Regions from separate parts of the Danio rerio genome. Here region 1 is linked to region 2. Evidence: chromatin contacts called from public Micro-C data. All regions are on one chromosome and are shown on one strand. Each heading gives the region's core, a stretch centred on a gene start, on an enhancer-like site or on the middle of the called end of the contact. The rest is flanking DNA. Distances are from core to core; before and after follow the strand shown. Region 1 holds the start of ptp4a2a (protein tyrosine phosphatase 4A2a). Region 2 holds the start of sdsl (serine dehydratase-like).

The links. Hi-C and Micro-C count contacts between places; a contact is called where the count stands out from the background.
Region 1: a Micro-C map of caudal fin shows a contact between it and region 2, with 12 times the contacts expected there. The contact joins the promoter of ptp4a2a here to the promoter of sdsl in region 2. A contact is called at or near these places in 10 of 18 Hi-C or Micro-C datasets (caudal fin, embryo, fibroblasts and 3 more) and 1 of 4 datasets of contacts at active chromatin or transcription factors (caudal fin).

Annotation. Positions count from the first base shown.
Region 1 is chr17:15,952,000-15,959,398 of GRCz12tu, reverse strand. ptp4a2a (protein tyrosine phosphatase 4A2a) reads left to right here and starts at 1,731. Exons shown (of 7, transcript NM_001005583.2): 1 at 1,731-1,840; 2 at 5,296-5,372; 3 at 5,652-6,241; 4 at 6,327-6,419. The coding sequence starts at 6,146.
Region 2 is chr17:15,863,830-15,870,845 of GRCz12tu, reverse strand. It overlaps sdsl (serine dehydratase-like), which reads left to right and starts at 4,584. Exons shown (of 8, transcript NM_001327936.1): 1 at 4,584-4,649; 2 at 4,842-5,011; 3 at 5,257-5,299. The coding sequence starts at 4,859. It overlaps ppp1r13ba (protein phosphatase 1, regulatory subunit 13Ba), which reads left to right. Exons shown (of 18, transcript NM_001204257.1): 13 at 1-287; 14 at 423-560; 15 at 660-793; 16 at 945-1,111; 17 at 1,206-1,405; 18 at 3,108-4,141. The coding sequence ends at 3,149.

The DNA of each region.
Region 1 (7,399 bases), core at 482-2,981, 91 kb before region 2:
ACACCTGACCACCTGCTCATTAATGAAAATGTATAATAAGCCGATCACATGACAGCAGCTCAATGCATTTAGGCATGTAGACATGGTCAATACAATCTACTGCAGTTCAAACCGAGCATCAGAATGGTTCGAGCTGATCAAAGGCAACAGTAACTCTTGTTAGGTTTGCAGAAGAGCATCTCTGAATGCACAGCATGTCCAATCTTGAGGTGGATGGGTTACAGCAGCAGAAGACCACACCGGGTGCCGCTTCTGTTAGATAAGAACAGGAAACTGAGGATACAATTTGCACAGGCTGACTAAAATTGAACAATAGAAAATTGGAAAAACGATGATGAGTCTCGATGTCTGCTGCGACATTCACATGGTAGGGTCAGAATTTGGCATCACCAACATGTAAGCATGGATCCATCCTGCCTTGTATGTATAGTTCAGACTGGTGGTGGTGTAATGATGTGAGGGTTATTTTCCTGGCACACTTTGGGCAAATTAGTACCAATTGAGCATCATGTTAACACCACAGCCTACCTGAGTACTGGTGAGGGATGCTGGGATGCTGACCATGTCCATCCCTTTATGACCACAGTGTACCCATCTTCTGATGACTACTCCCAGCAGGATAAACCGCCATGTCATAAAGCGTGAATCATCTCAGACTGGTTTTTTGAACATGAAAATGAGTTCACTGCACTCAAATGGCCTCCACAGTCACCAGACTCAACCCAATAGAGCACCTTAGGGATGTGGTTGATGATTTGCATCATGGATGTAACTTATTACATTTTCCCCCAAACATTTCATTTTAATATTTTATTTCTTTATTCTCATTTGTATGTATTATATATATTTATTTTAAATACATTTTTGAATCATTTATAGACTATATATGATTTGATTAAATTTTTATTATTACAGTATATTTATCAGGTAATTGTGTGTGTGTGTGTGCGTGTGTGTGTGTGTGTGTGTGTGTGTGTGTGTGTGTGTGTGTGTGTGTGTGTGTGTGTGTGTGTGTACGTGTGTACGTGTTTTTGTGACATATCAGAACACAAATCTGTATAATGACATGGGTATGACACAGGTTTTACAAAAAGGTGGTGAAATATGAGGACATTGGTGACGTCCTCATTTCTCAAAACGCTTATAAATCCTACAGGATGAGTTTAATCAGAGAGTAAAGCTGCACACACTCTCCTGTGATGGTTGGGTTTAGGGGTGGGGTGGGGTGAGGGCAATACAATATACGGTTTGGACAGTATAAAATGAATGGAAACCTATGTACTGTCCCCACTTTTCACAAAAACAAACATGTGTGCGTGCGTGAGTGCGTGCGCGCGTGTGTGTATGTTTGTGTGTTTGTGTGTGTGTATAATATGTATTATCTTTTTATACTATCATTGGTCATTTATCTTAATATATTTTATTGTTTTTATATCAAATAAACTATATGATTTTTTTTCTAAAATGTATCTTGTCGCCTCCATTTGCAGAAAACAAATCATATTTGGTGTTTTACATTTTACAGTATGCTGCAATAATCACACACGACAGATAACAATATCTATGACAAATTATCTTCGTAAATGTAAATCGCGTGAGAAGATTCAAGATGATTGGTCAAGACGCATCACCGGGGGGAAAAGTGACATCTATCCTCCATAACCATTCAACACTGTTTATGGCCCACGTGACTGCACTCACCAAATCATCGTCCACCTTTACTGACCGGAATTGTCGCCTGGTTACTGGAGCTCTATGGTAGAGGAGAGCTAGCCGGCTAGCAGCGTCTCTCAACCCTTTCTCCCTTTGTCACGGTATTCACATCTACCGTCAGCTCTTTGTAAGTATCTGTTTTATATAATATGTACGTTTTTTCCCTGTCATTTATAAACACCTAGATAAAAGATGAAACTTGAACTTCAGCGTGTATTTAAATATATACGCATTTAGCGGCTAAAACACGCTAGCCGGACAGGAGCGAACTAATCTCGTAAAACATTTGGCACTTTTGAAATAATAATGTACCTTTGGGTTGTATTGACAGCTTATAATGTGACATATAAACATGTAATACCGAGTTAAACTGTCAAATAATAACAATCTCGTTGAAATTGACTTTAATTAGGAAAAGCTGGATTTCATGTTAACGCAACAAGGCACTGGACATAATGCTGCTCCTGTAGAAATTAAGCAAATACGTATTTTAGAATTTTGATATTTGATTTATATGTCTTTTTTTAAATCAGTCCTTTACACATTTAAATTAATGTGTTGTCAGCAAATGTGGTAGCCCATTGTGTGCTCTGCATTAAATGTCTTTGTCTTTCTCCCCAAATTATATATACATTTTTGTTGACTCCACCTCATGTCGTTCTAATCCAAAACATAATTTAATATATTCTGTGGAAAACAACACAAAGGCAGGCAAAATTACATCTTCGGTCACCATTCACCAAAAACATGCAATGATGGTAAATGTTGACTGAGGCTGTCATTCTGCTAAACCTTTGTTTTCCACAGCAGAAAGAAAATTATAGGCGATTGAATAAACATCAAGGTGTGTAACTGATATATTTTTCGTTGTGTGAGTGTTTGCATGTGTGAGCTATCCCTTTAAGAATGAGATAATGGTCAAAAAATAGAATGGATTATGCACGTGTCAAAGGAGATGCATCTCTGCATTTTTATGTTTAAACTTTTATGAGTGATCTGGTGATTTCCCAAAATTTGAATGCATTCTCAAATGTTTTATTTGGCTTGTATATATCCTAAGATGGTTTCAGCTGTTTTCAGTCCAGGAGGAAAGTCTTTAATTCATTTAGTCATAAAATAAATATAGCATGCACAAAATAAACCATCAGTATTTTTGTTTTGGGTACAAATACATTCCTAAATAGGGGTGCTTTAAATTACATGGATTGATGTAGTTTCTCATTGTATGATAATCTTGGATAAAAATACCATGGTTTCATGTTATCACTGTATTATGATTACTGCTCTAAAGTAAGTTCTTTTTAAATGTCTAAGTAAAACAAACAAACAAAAAAAAAACTTAACTTCTTCTCTTCATTGAACATAATTTATTTTATTTTAAGAAACCTTTTTAGTATTTTGGAACTGTTAGTATGTCAGGCTAAATAATTAAAATAGATCATTGAGTTTTGTTAGTTTCAAAAACACAGATTTCTTTACAGTACATAAAAAAAAACATTTAAAAAAATCATATACCTTAGGAATCGTATAACAACAAACAGTATTAAAACCTTGACTTTTTCAAACCGTGGTAAACCTTGAAAGTGATTATCGTCCCATGCCATATTTACATGTTCAGACTTTCTCCTTAATAATATAATAAAAAAAAAGTATTCTTTGCAAATTCTAAATGGTAATATCTAGGGCTGCACAATCGTTTCAGCATTGGTATTGCAATGTGCAAGTCTGCAATAGTCACATCGAAGGGATCTGCAACTTAGCTGGGATTATAGTTGACCAGACAATTACAGTTAACAACATAGTGGAATCATTTCAAATTTGAACCATCGGGTGAAAGTTTATTATTTGCAAGTTTTTAAGCCCTGACTGAAAGAGTTTTGAGCAAACTTAAACATTTGGGCACAATAGGTTTAACAATCATAGCTTAAAGGTTACATTTGCATTTCATTAAATGAATATAGTGTTATTATTGTTATTATTATTAATATTGTTGCAATTATTATATTATTATCTGAATACTGTTTGACCCCCCAGAAAATCATAGTTTATTTGCATTTTTTGTTCATTGTATATATCTATGCTTGTCATTTTTTAAATGATATTTTACAAAGATATGCTCCCCTACAGCATCATCCCAGTCTATCTAAAATGATGAATTCCTTACATTCTATTGAAGTCATCTGGTAAAATTGTATTATATTGCAATATATATAGCAGTAAAAAAAAAAAAAAAAAAAAAAAAAAAAAAAATATATATATATATATAGCAGTTAAGTCATCTGGTGAAATTGTATTTATATCGCAATATATATAACTGTAAATGAAAATATTGCAATATCAGTTGCAATGTCAGTTTATTCTTATGCTTATGCTTCAATATCGTGCAGCCCTAGTGAAATCATATTATCAGCCAATGACTATTAAAGAACAACATTGTTCACAGTGAAATCAATAGTGCTAATGTTGTTTTTAACTCATACTTGCATGTAATTTAAGCTCGAATATTCAAAGTACCATGGTAAACAATAGCGTGTGACAAGTTGTCACTAAACGAATGTGCAAATCTAAAACCAACTTTACCTTAACTTTACTTGGGATGTGAAATTAAATCTCGTTTTATGACATTTAACATAACTCGATTTGTTTAAACAAGAACAAATATTTGTTTCCAAGTAATTAAAATAACTTTTCTTGTAATTATATTAAGTATTTTTTGAGGTCTCTGGAGTATATTTGTTCTTGTTTAAATTAGGGAGGCACAATATATTGTTTCAGTATCGATATCCCAATGTGAACATTCGCAATTACATCGTGAGTATACGCAAATTTGAGTCTGGATTATAATCACTGTATACTTGGATACATTTTGACTCTTCAGAATACAATACAGTTTTTTTAATTGCCATATTTTTATTTATTGAATTTATCTGTGCTTATAGATTGTTTTTTTTTTATATAATTTATGCACTCTAATGAATCTCTTCAATCTAAAATGATAAATTCTTTACAAACGTTTATTCAACTCATCTAGTAAAATTGTATATATACTGCAATAAATATTGCATAGTACAAAAATGTATGTAATTTTTCCAGTATTGTGCAGCCCTACTTTTATTCATAAGCCTGCTTCATTTGAATCTATTTTAAGAAAATGTCTTATGCCTTTGTCATTTTGCTTCCCCTGTAAACCTAAAAAAAACTTAGTGCCATGATCAGGTACAGGGAGGGAAGAGTCATTCAAAACTTAAGCTACTTATTTTTTTGTAAAATAAAAATATATCAAGATAGGTAAAAATTATATTATTTAAAATAAATGTTAAATCAATATACTGTAAAATGTTGAAATATTGCGAAGACTAATGCATGTTCTATATCACTTTACATTCGCTAGTCTATTGCCATATTGTGTTTCCTTCAGATTATTCATCAAATTGTACTTGGTCTTTGCCTGGCCTTAAAAAAAATCTTAAATTGAACTTTATTAGACCTGTTAGCAAAAGCTTGTATAATACCAGTCTGGACAAATACACAATTCAGGAATGAAGAAAAGTTTAGTCCTTATACTTATTTTCTTTTTTTTAGGTGCAAAGGAGAGACAGTCACGAATGGTGAAGATAGAATGCAGAGTTCTCAACTTGTTTTCTGTTCACTTATTGAAGGTAAGTGCAAACGATACTGCTTGTTAGATATTTTTCACTTACGCAATATACACAAACACGCCTGTATGTTTTTATAATGAGAGTTCATAATCCATCCAGTGCCCAAAGTCAATATCAACTGCAGTAGAATGAGGTCTCTCTTTGGCTGTAGGCTATATCCGGTAATCGTTCGGTGTTAATGGTGACACGTTTTGATTCACTGCACTTGCTGGTTGTTGTGAGCCTTTAGGATCCACTGCCCTGGTTATTTATTGGTCACCATCCTCTTTCCTCTTCCAGGCTGCACATTTATGGCGTTTGTCAGTGTGAGTGGAGACTTCTGCCAGGCACAGCACCTGGTCATTGTAGACAAGTGAACAGAGGGCCTGCCATATGAAGATTATACTACCTGACTGCCCGTCTTACATTCTGCACTTTTGGGGAGCATCTTTTTTTGTCCAAAGTTGAAGTGTATGAATTAATTTGAGCCAATCAAGGTACTAGAGAGTGAATTGTTTTGTTTTTTTTCGCTCACTCTAGTGCCAACTGATCATCTCTTCTTTCCTGAATGGGGTAATTATAAATTGTGAACCAGAAGGATCGTCCCCTTCTTTAGTTTTATTTTAAAGCTGTTGGAGCGAGAACGTGGTTTACCTTTTTAGAACATTCAGTGATTTGCCTTAAAGTCAAATTGTTTAAACGCTTTGGAGTTGTTGACTCTTCCCTGTAAAACAATCGGAAGTTGTTGCTTTTTTCCTTCAATAAGTACAATTATAAATCATTTGAGTGTCAAAATGAATCGCCCCGCTCCTGTTGAGATCACTTATGAATGCATGAGGTTTCTCATCACCCACAATCCCACCAACTCACAGCTGGCCAAGTTTACAGAGGTAGGTTTCTAAGTGGTTAATATGAATAGCAATATTTACATGATCGTCAAAGTTGAACATGACTTCATTTGTCGATCTCTTTCAGGAGCTAAAGAGTTTTGGGGTGCAGACTCTGGTTCGGGTTTGTGAGTCAACTTATGACAAAGCACCGGTGGAAAAAGAAGGCATTGAAGTTTTGGTGAGATGTACTATTTTTATTACATTAAAAAAATTTTGTGATATAAAAGTTTTTGTTAATTGCTCGCATAAGGAAGAAATCATGTCATGGCCTCATTTATCAAGAGTGTTTAAAATGTTCAATATTTAGTTCTACGAATTACATTTCGAATGGGCCCAAGTACAAGTAAATCCATATTTATCAAACACGCACACACAGTTTTTATGCACGTGAGTAAGCAATCATTGATCAGTCACACGTGCAAGGTTACCATGCTCGTTCAGGTTTATGGTTATTAGCTTTGGGAACCTCTTTAATAATAAAACATGTATGGTGACCACACTTCTCTTTTAAAATCATGTGAATGTATTTTTTTGTCACCATAAAACTGTCAAAGAAAAGGAATTTCACAAAACACTGAATAGGCTATATGCACAGGGTTTTTTCATTTCAGCCAGCCAGTCTTAGCGCTTTCGGTGAACTGCCTTTCTGTTATAAAATAAAATAAAAAATCAGTGATCTTCACTGCCTGATAGATTTACGATATGAAGTGGGTCTCAGTCATGACAAGAAGCTTTTCTGCACTTGACTGCTGATACTGAGCGCTAGTTGGTTACACAGTCTTTCATCTTTTTTGGTGCTTGAACAACTAAATGAATGCTTAAGTCTATTTTACTGAATGCATTGTAATTACATTACAACATCGATGCTGTAAAAGGAACCTTATGAACAGGCACGTGCACACATAGGGCTCAACCTGTGCAGTGCACATTGCCTTTTTAGTCATGGATAGAAAGTGCCCTTCCAAAATTATCAAAAGTGCCCCTGTGACGCGACACACCCTCCGTCCCGCCCTTTAGTAGGCGCGCGACAACACCGCTCTTGAGTACGCGTGCTCAACCCCCCCCTCCCCCGCTTTACAGTACACGCGCGACAACACAGCTGATCAGAACGCGCGCGACGACACCGCTCTTCAGTACGCGCGCGACAACAACAACAAC
Region 2 (7,016 bases), core at 3,335-5,834:
TGTTAGTTGAGCCTTCAGCAGAGCTGGTAATGGTTCCTCCTCCCACCGCTTCTGTGTCTCCTACAGCTGATGACAATGAGAACAAGTTGACACATCTTTCTAGTGACTCAGGGGGTGCCCAGTCTGCTGATGCCTTAGAACATTCTCTTAAAGACACCCATGAGGACAATCATAACAACAACCACACAAATGTCACGGACACACAACCTAGTTCAGTACCAGAACCCCACTCCCCTGCAGAGGAAGACATCACAGCACAGTCGGGAATGTCTCCTGGTTTATCTACCGTGAGTTTGCGATAGCATGTTGTCTAGATGTAGATGTACCCTCTTTATCTAATATAACACTTATTCATTGTATTCATGTAGTTTTAAATGTTAGTCTTCAAAATGTGAAAACGAAACTAATATTTTATGTCACAGGTCAAGCGTACCAACTTGAAGAAGCCTGGTTCTGAGAGGACAGGTCATGGCTTGAGGGTCAAATTCAATCCTCTTGCACTACTTTTGGATGCATCTTTGGAGGGCGAGTTTGATTTGGTGCAAAGGATTATCTATGAGGTACAATTTAGCTGCCAAATGCACCTCACACCTTAAGTACACACTGTATACTTGACCTTAAGTTAATTTCTTCTCAATTTGTTTTGACTCCATCCTCAGGTGGAAAATCCTAGCACACCAAATGATGAAGGTATCACCCCTCTCCATAATTCGGTATGTGCAGGTCATCACCATATTGTAAAATTCCTGCTGGATTTTGGGGTCAACGTTAATGCAGCTGATAGCGATGGATGGTAAGGAGTATCACCTTTTCTGATAGTTTACCTCCTGAAATTTGCCTGTATTAAAGAATACTTGATGTTTTCATTTTATTTTGTACAAACAAATTTTTTACCTATAAAGCGATGTCGTTAGTTTCTAATTTATGATCTCTCTTGTGACCAGGACACCCCTTCATTGTGCAGCTTCATGCAACAATGTTCATCTTTGTAAATTGCTGGTGGAATCTGGAGCTGCCATTTTTGCCACTACTATCAGTGACGTGGAGACGGCAGCAGACAAGTGTGAAGAGATGGAGGAAGGTTATGTCCAGTGCTCTCAGTTTCTTTACGGTAATTTCCAAAAACATTTTTTATACTTATTGTTAAGGGTGTAGTTTCATAACGGTTCCTGATTTTTAAAGCTAAGTTTTTCTTTTTATTCCAGGTGTGCAGGAGAAACTGGGGGTAATGAATAAAGGGACTGTTTATGCCCTGTGGGACTATGAAGCTCAAAGTGCAGATGAGCTGTCTTTTCGTGAAGGTGATGCTCTCACTATAATGAGTCGTAGGGACGACAGCGAGACAGAATGGTGGTGGGCCAAAGTAAATGACAAAGAGGGCTATGTACCACGCAACTTGTTAGGGGTAAGATATCTGCATAAGCTCATTTATTTCTTTGCTCTAGGGCTGCACAAAATATCATTTCAGCATCAACAATGCAATGTGCACATCCACAGTTACAGTATGTGCCATTTCAAGATGGGATAATTATTGACTGGGCACCACAATTTAGAACACATGTGATTTCTGGAGACATTGCAAAGTTTAACCATAATAGAGAGAAAGGTTATCATTTGCATGTGTTTTTATGGACTGTGAGACATGCATTTCAAGCAAGTTCAGGCAGAAAAAATTTTGTAAAAAAGTTTGTAGCTTTATTTCAAAATCACCCAAATAATTATAAAATAATAAATTCTTTCTAAGAATTAGCTATTCAAGTCATCTGGTAAAATTGTATTTAGAAGTGATGGGCAGTTCGGATTATTTTACTGACTCTGACCCTTGAGTCTCGTTCAGTGAGATGAACATCTTTTTTCAAGTCATTTAGTTAATTTCGCTAAAATACTATTAAAATGATTAAAGTTGCTTCCAAACGCATCTACCACTACACCAAACGTTGATCACACTACAAACAAGTCATAACTAGAGTGCTATAAGAAAGAAAAAAACAATTATATACTGTTTACCTAGTCTTAAGTCTATTATGTCAGGTCACCTCTTCTGACATGTCTATAAATTTGAGTAGTTTGTTCACTTTACACTGACAGTCTTAACCAATGCACACAGTCTGAGCTGAAAAGAGCCAAGTTTAGTTCACCTTTAGAGTCTTCTGGTTATTGAGTCATTCATTCATCACGTGACAGCATGTGAAGAGAGATGACTCAAATCAAAGACTCGAGAAACGAACGGATCAGATAATTTCTCTGCTCTAAATGCATATAATTGACTTCTGTCTTTCACATGAAGAATTAATTACTCAAACCTAGGACTTGAGAGATGAACGAATCAAATCTTTTTCCGACTCTAAATGCATATGATTGACTTCTGTCTTTCATGTGATGAATGAATAACTCAAACCTAGGACTTGAGATGAACGAATCAAATCTTTTTCCGGCTCTAAATATATACTTTTGGCTTCTATCATTCACAAGATGAAAGAACAACTAAAAATGAGGACTCGAGAAATGAACAGATCAAATCTTTTTCCGGCTCTAAATGCATATGATTGGCTTCTGTCTTTCACGTGATGAATGAATGACTTATAGAAGAGCTATAGATGACCGATAGAAGACTCAAAAAAGGAACCAATCTTCTACTCCACCTGCACGAATGGGGACATGCGCAAATGGACAAATTACTCTGAAAGGACACATTGTTCTCGAGTTGTACAAAGATTTTCTCAAAATAACCAAATAGTTCAAGAACGACATATCACGTCGGCACCAGTGGTGTAGTGGTTAGGGCATCGACACATGCACTGCGGTGCTCACGGCGACCCGAGTTCAATTCCCACCTCACGGTCCTATGCCGATCCTTCCCCTCTGCTCCCTATGCTTTCCTGTCGATAATCTCTACTGTCCTTTACATTAAAGGTAAACCCCCCCCCCAAAAAATTTTTAAAAAAGAATGACCCATCAGTAGTATTCATATTGCAATTTATCCCAATATTGTGCAGCCCTAATTTTGTGCATTAAAATATTTTGTTCAAATTTTAATTAGGAAGTTGTAAATAGTTTGCAAAGTATCTTCTTAATTTGGAAGTTGCTGTTCATTCTTGTTTTTCCAGCTGTACCCAAGAATCAAACCCAGGCAACGTTCTTTGGCATAGATGGCCTGAAGAGACAGTATTATACACAGCACTTGGCATGAAACTGTGGGATGCTGCCCTGCCCTGTCTTTGCCGTCACCACAACACAGAGCCCACAGGGGTGGCAAGATGATGGAGCACGTCTGGTGTCGGACAAGATGGATTTACCCATGAGCGGGGAATTCAGTGGTCTTCTGTTTGCATCCCAGATTTATTCGTCACTATGATGTGTTGTTTTTGCAGTGTCCCTCTCACCCATATCTCTGTTGAGGAACATGTTAGCTATTCTGTCCTCTTCCACAGCACAGACCTCCTGAGTATGTGTGCGTTTGTGAGTGTTTCAGAGTGGGATGTGTTCTGTAAGAGTGGGAAGTGCATGTGACATGATGATAAGAGTTGGTGACAGAGTATGCGGTCTTGGATTCCAATGTTTCGTGCTCTGTGGGTATTATCAGGCAAAGAGGAAACCAATGGAACTGAAGTTTCATTTCCCACGGTTAGGAAGTCGCTGATTCAGGGAAAAGGAAGGAAGGTGCTGGAAAGTGTTTACAAAGAGGCCTTGAGGCTGGTCAAGCTACTGATGGATGATAAGGAAGTGGCCTGTTATGGAAACATGTATGTATGTATGTTTGTGTGTGTTGAGGATTATATGGGCTTGAGGAGGTGAAATTGTGTAGTCATTTGTGACTTGGGTGCTGGAAGAAAACTGATGACATGACTAATACAGTGGCTGTTCTTCAACAGGGGATACTGTCAACATATCACACAAAACCTATAGCATATTCCTATGCTTAATTTAAGTCAGGCTTGATATTTTTTTATGCTACATGATTCCCTTTTAAGGGTTCTTTATTTAATGGAAGTAAAAAGAAATTCTTTAAACAGCTTGATATAAGCTTTTATGGCTGCCAAAAGAGCCAGGATCTGCCGAGTGTTTGTGCTGCCATACAAGAGCAGTTTATGTAATGTCATGTATATGTGCACAATAAAATTTCCACATTGGGACAAAGTCATAAGTTGTACTGGCTCTATTTTTCAAAGCATGTGTTTTATAGTGATGCTGTGTACTGAGCACAAGTAAAATGCCTTTGGGGGTTTAGTCTTGAAATATCAATATATATAATGATGGCCTTGTTGTGTAGTTCGATATGCACATTACTGATAGGCTACTAAGTTTTTTTCTCATTGTTTTGTTTCATTACTATAGTTTGACTATAAAATCCTATGTTTATCGAGGTGGACAACTGTTAGCAATCAGTATGACTATAAACATAATATTAAATGCAAGTTAAGCACTATCCCAGACTGTTTTACGTTACTTTTACGATATCTTTGAGAACAGTTTCTCATAAATGAATAACCCAAGTTTACCCTACATTACATAATTTCGCAAGCTGTTGAGGTTTATCTAGCATCTTTGGACATTAGTTCATTAGTGCCCGATTGCTTTATTGTCAGCAAATGAACTTTGAGCTCCTCGGCAGTGCTCATGCTAAAGAGAATCGTCTAGCAACGGAATAGGTGAGTGGACTATCAAACAGCAAATTAACAAGTAAGACATTGTACTTTTTATGTGTAAAACTCAGACTTGAGATGAAAAGCGCGCGAAATCGATCATGTTTTATGTTCGTCAGTTTGTGCTAAGGTTGTTTACCAACCGTAATGGGACATTGTTGTTTGCTCTCTCTCCCTTCTTATCTGTTTGCATTGCAGAACATTTTGAGGAAAAAATGTCAAAGCAAAATGGATTTCACGTCGTCACCCCACTTCTCGAGAGCACGGGCATGTCCAAGTTGGTGGGTAGCACCGTGTATCTGAAGATGGAGAGCTCACAGCCCGCCGGTTCCTTCAAAATCCGTGGAATAGGATACATGTGTCAAAATGTGAGGAAAAATGTTGCTTGTTTCTAAAAGTTAAGAACCAAATTTCTTGAAAAACATATAACTGTATATAAATGTCACCCATTACGTATTTTAAAATTAGTTTACATTATTAAATTTTAATACGTTCGGAGCACGTTCAGGCCTGTATAGTGTGTTCGCACTACCCTCTGGTGTCCTCTAGGAAGAACTGCATATTTTTTTCCAGGAGTACAAAAAATAACAATATGTTTTTATTCATTTATAAGGTTGCAAGCTCTAATAAGTCTAGAGGTGTAATTTGTTCTTCAGGTGAGTGAAATGATGAACATTCGTTTTTTTCCATTCGTGTATAGATGTTTCTTTGGCTCATTCCACCAGAGACGTACATTATCTGTACCTAAAATAGAAAAATTTACAGTGAATTAAAAGTATTTCATCCCAAAAATTTCTAAAATGGACTGATTTTTGATTTCTGTGAGCTGTTCTGTAAAGGAATATGTCATTCATTTGTTTCTTAGGTTTTTTTCTTTATTTAAAACACTTTAATGTACAAACTCTGTCATTGTCCTTGTCCTCAGCCCAATTGAACCTACAGCTATAATAGTTTTGTTATTGCTAAAAACTGTCTTTTAGGAAGAAATACTTCAAAAATAGCAAGTTTAAGTTGTTATCATTCACATCGATTGATTAACAACAAAAAATGATAAATAATTCTACAAAAAAAAAAGCGGCAAATATATAATACAAATACATTTACGATTGTCCCCATGTTTCTGTCAGTCCTGTCACTTTTGCATTAAATTTGACATATGTGTGCAATACATTTTTTTAATTGAATCTTAAAAAAATAAAATCACTGTATTGAAGTGAAAGCATCAATCATTAAGAAAAAAGAATATCATAAGCTTTAAATAACGTATTCATCTCATTATTAATAAGCTTAAGAAATTCAATATTGAATGAAATTTCATCAAGAAAAGTATTAAATCTAGTTATTTCCTTTAGGAACTTATTTTTGTGTATAAACAATTTACAATAAGATTGAGAGCATGATCATTACCAGAGAAATACAGAAATATATCTTTTATAGATATATTTATTATATCTATATTTATTATAGAAACCTATCTTTTATAGATATATTTAAATAATATTTAAATAAGGACGATAAATAAAAAATATTGTTGTTCCAAAGAAGTTTAACATGAATGTAACTACAAAATAAGTGAAATAAAGTCTCTTCATGTGAATTGCAGACAGTACACGAATTAGATATATCAAAATAATTAGCAATATGGGAATTTGTAGGATATACATTATGCAAAATGGTAAAATGTATCTTTCTTATTTTATTGGACATGCTAAACTTTTCAAGTAATAACCATGCTCTCTTCCATGAATGCTGTCATTCAAAAATGGTCCAGAAAAATGTACATCTCTGGGAAGTATATACAGAGTTCCTATTCTGAAAAATAGATATGTGAACGGCAATTTTGCAATATTTAAAATATATGTCTGCAACATTATATTGCTTTATAGTAACTTGTAGTCTTATGGCAATATATCACAGAAAGAATAAATATCGCAGTGTCATATTTTTCCAAATATGTTGCTGCCTTAACACGTATATCTAAACATTTATCTAATATTTTTAGACATATGTTTAATATGATAAAAATAATAATAAAACCCTTAATTCATTATAATAATTATTTATTAAATTCATAAAATTTTCTTTGCCTTAGTTTTAGTCGCCTTATTTATCTGGGGTTGCCACATCATAATGAACTGCCCGTATTATATAATAATACTATAATATTTATATATAAAATGGCTATATATAAAAATATATGAACATTTATATATAATTATACTAATTTATTTGAACATATATGTACATATAATTCCAATAGCTGAAAAGAAACATGTATATACAGAGTATAATGCATGCAATACACTTGTAAGGCTATGACTCAGAAGTGACATTGTTTGACGGAGTAGAAGCTGACAGTGATCAAAGATGCGT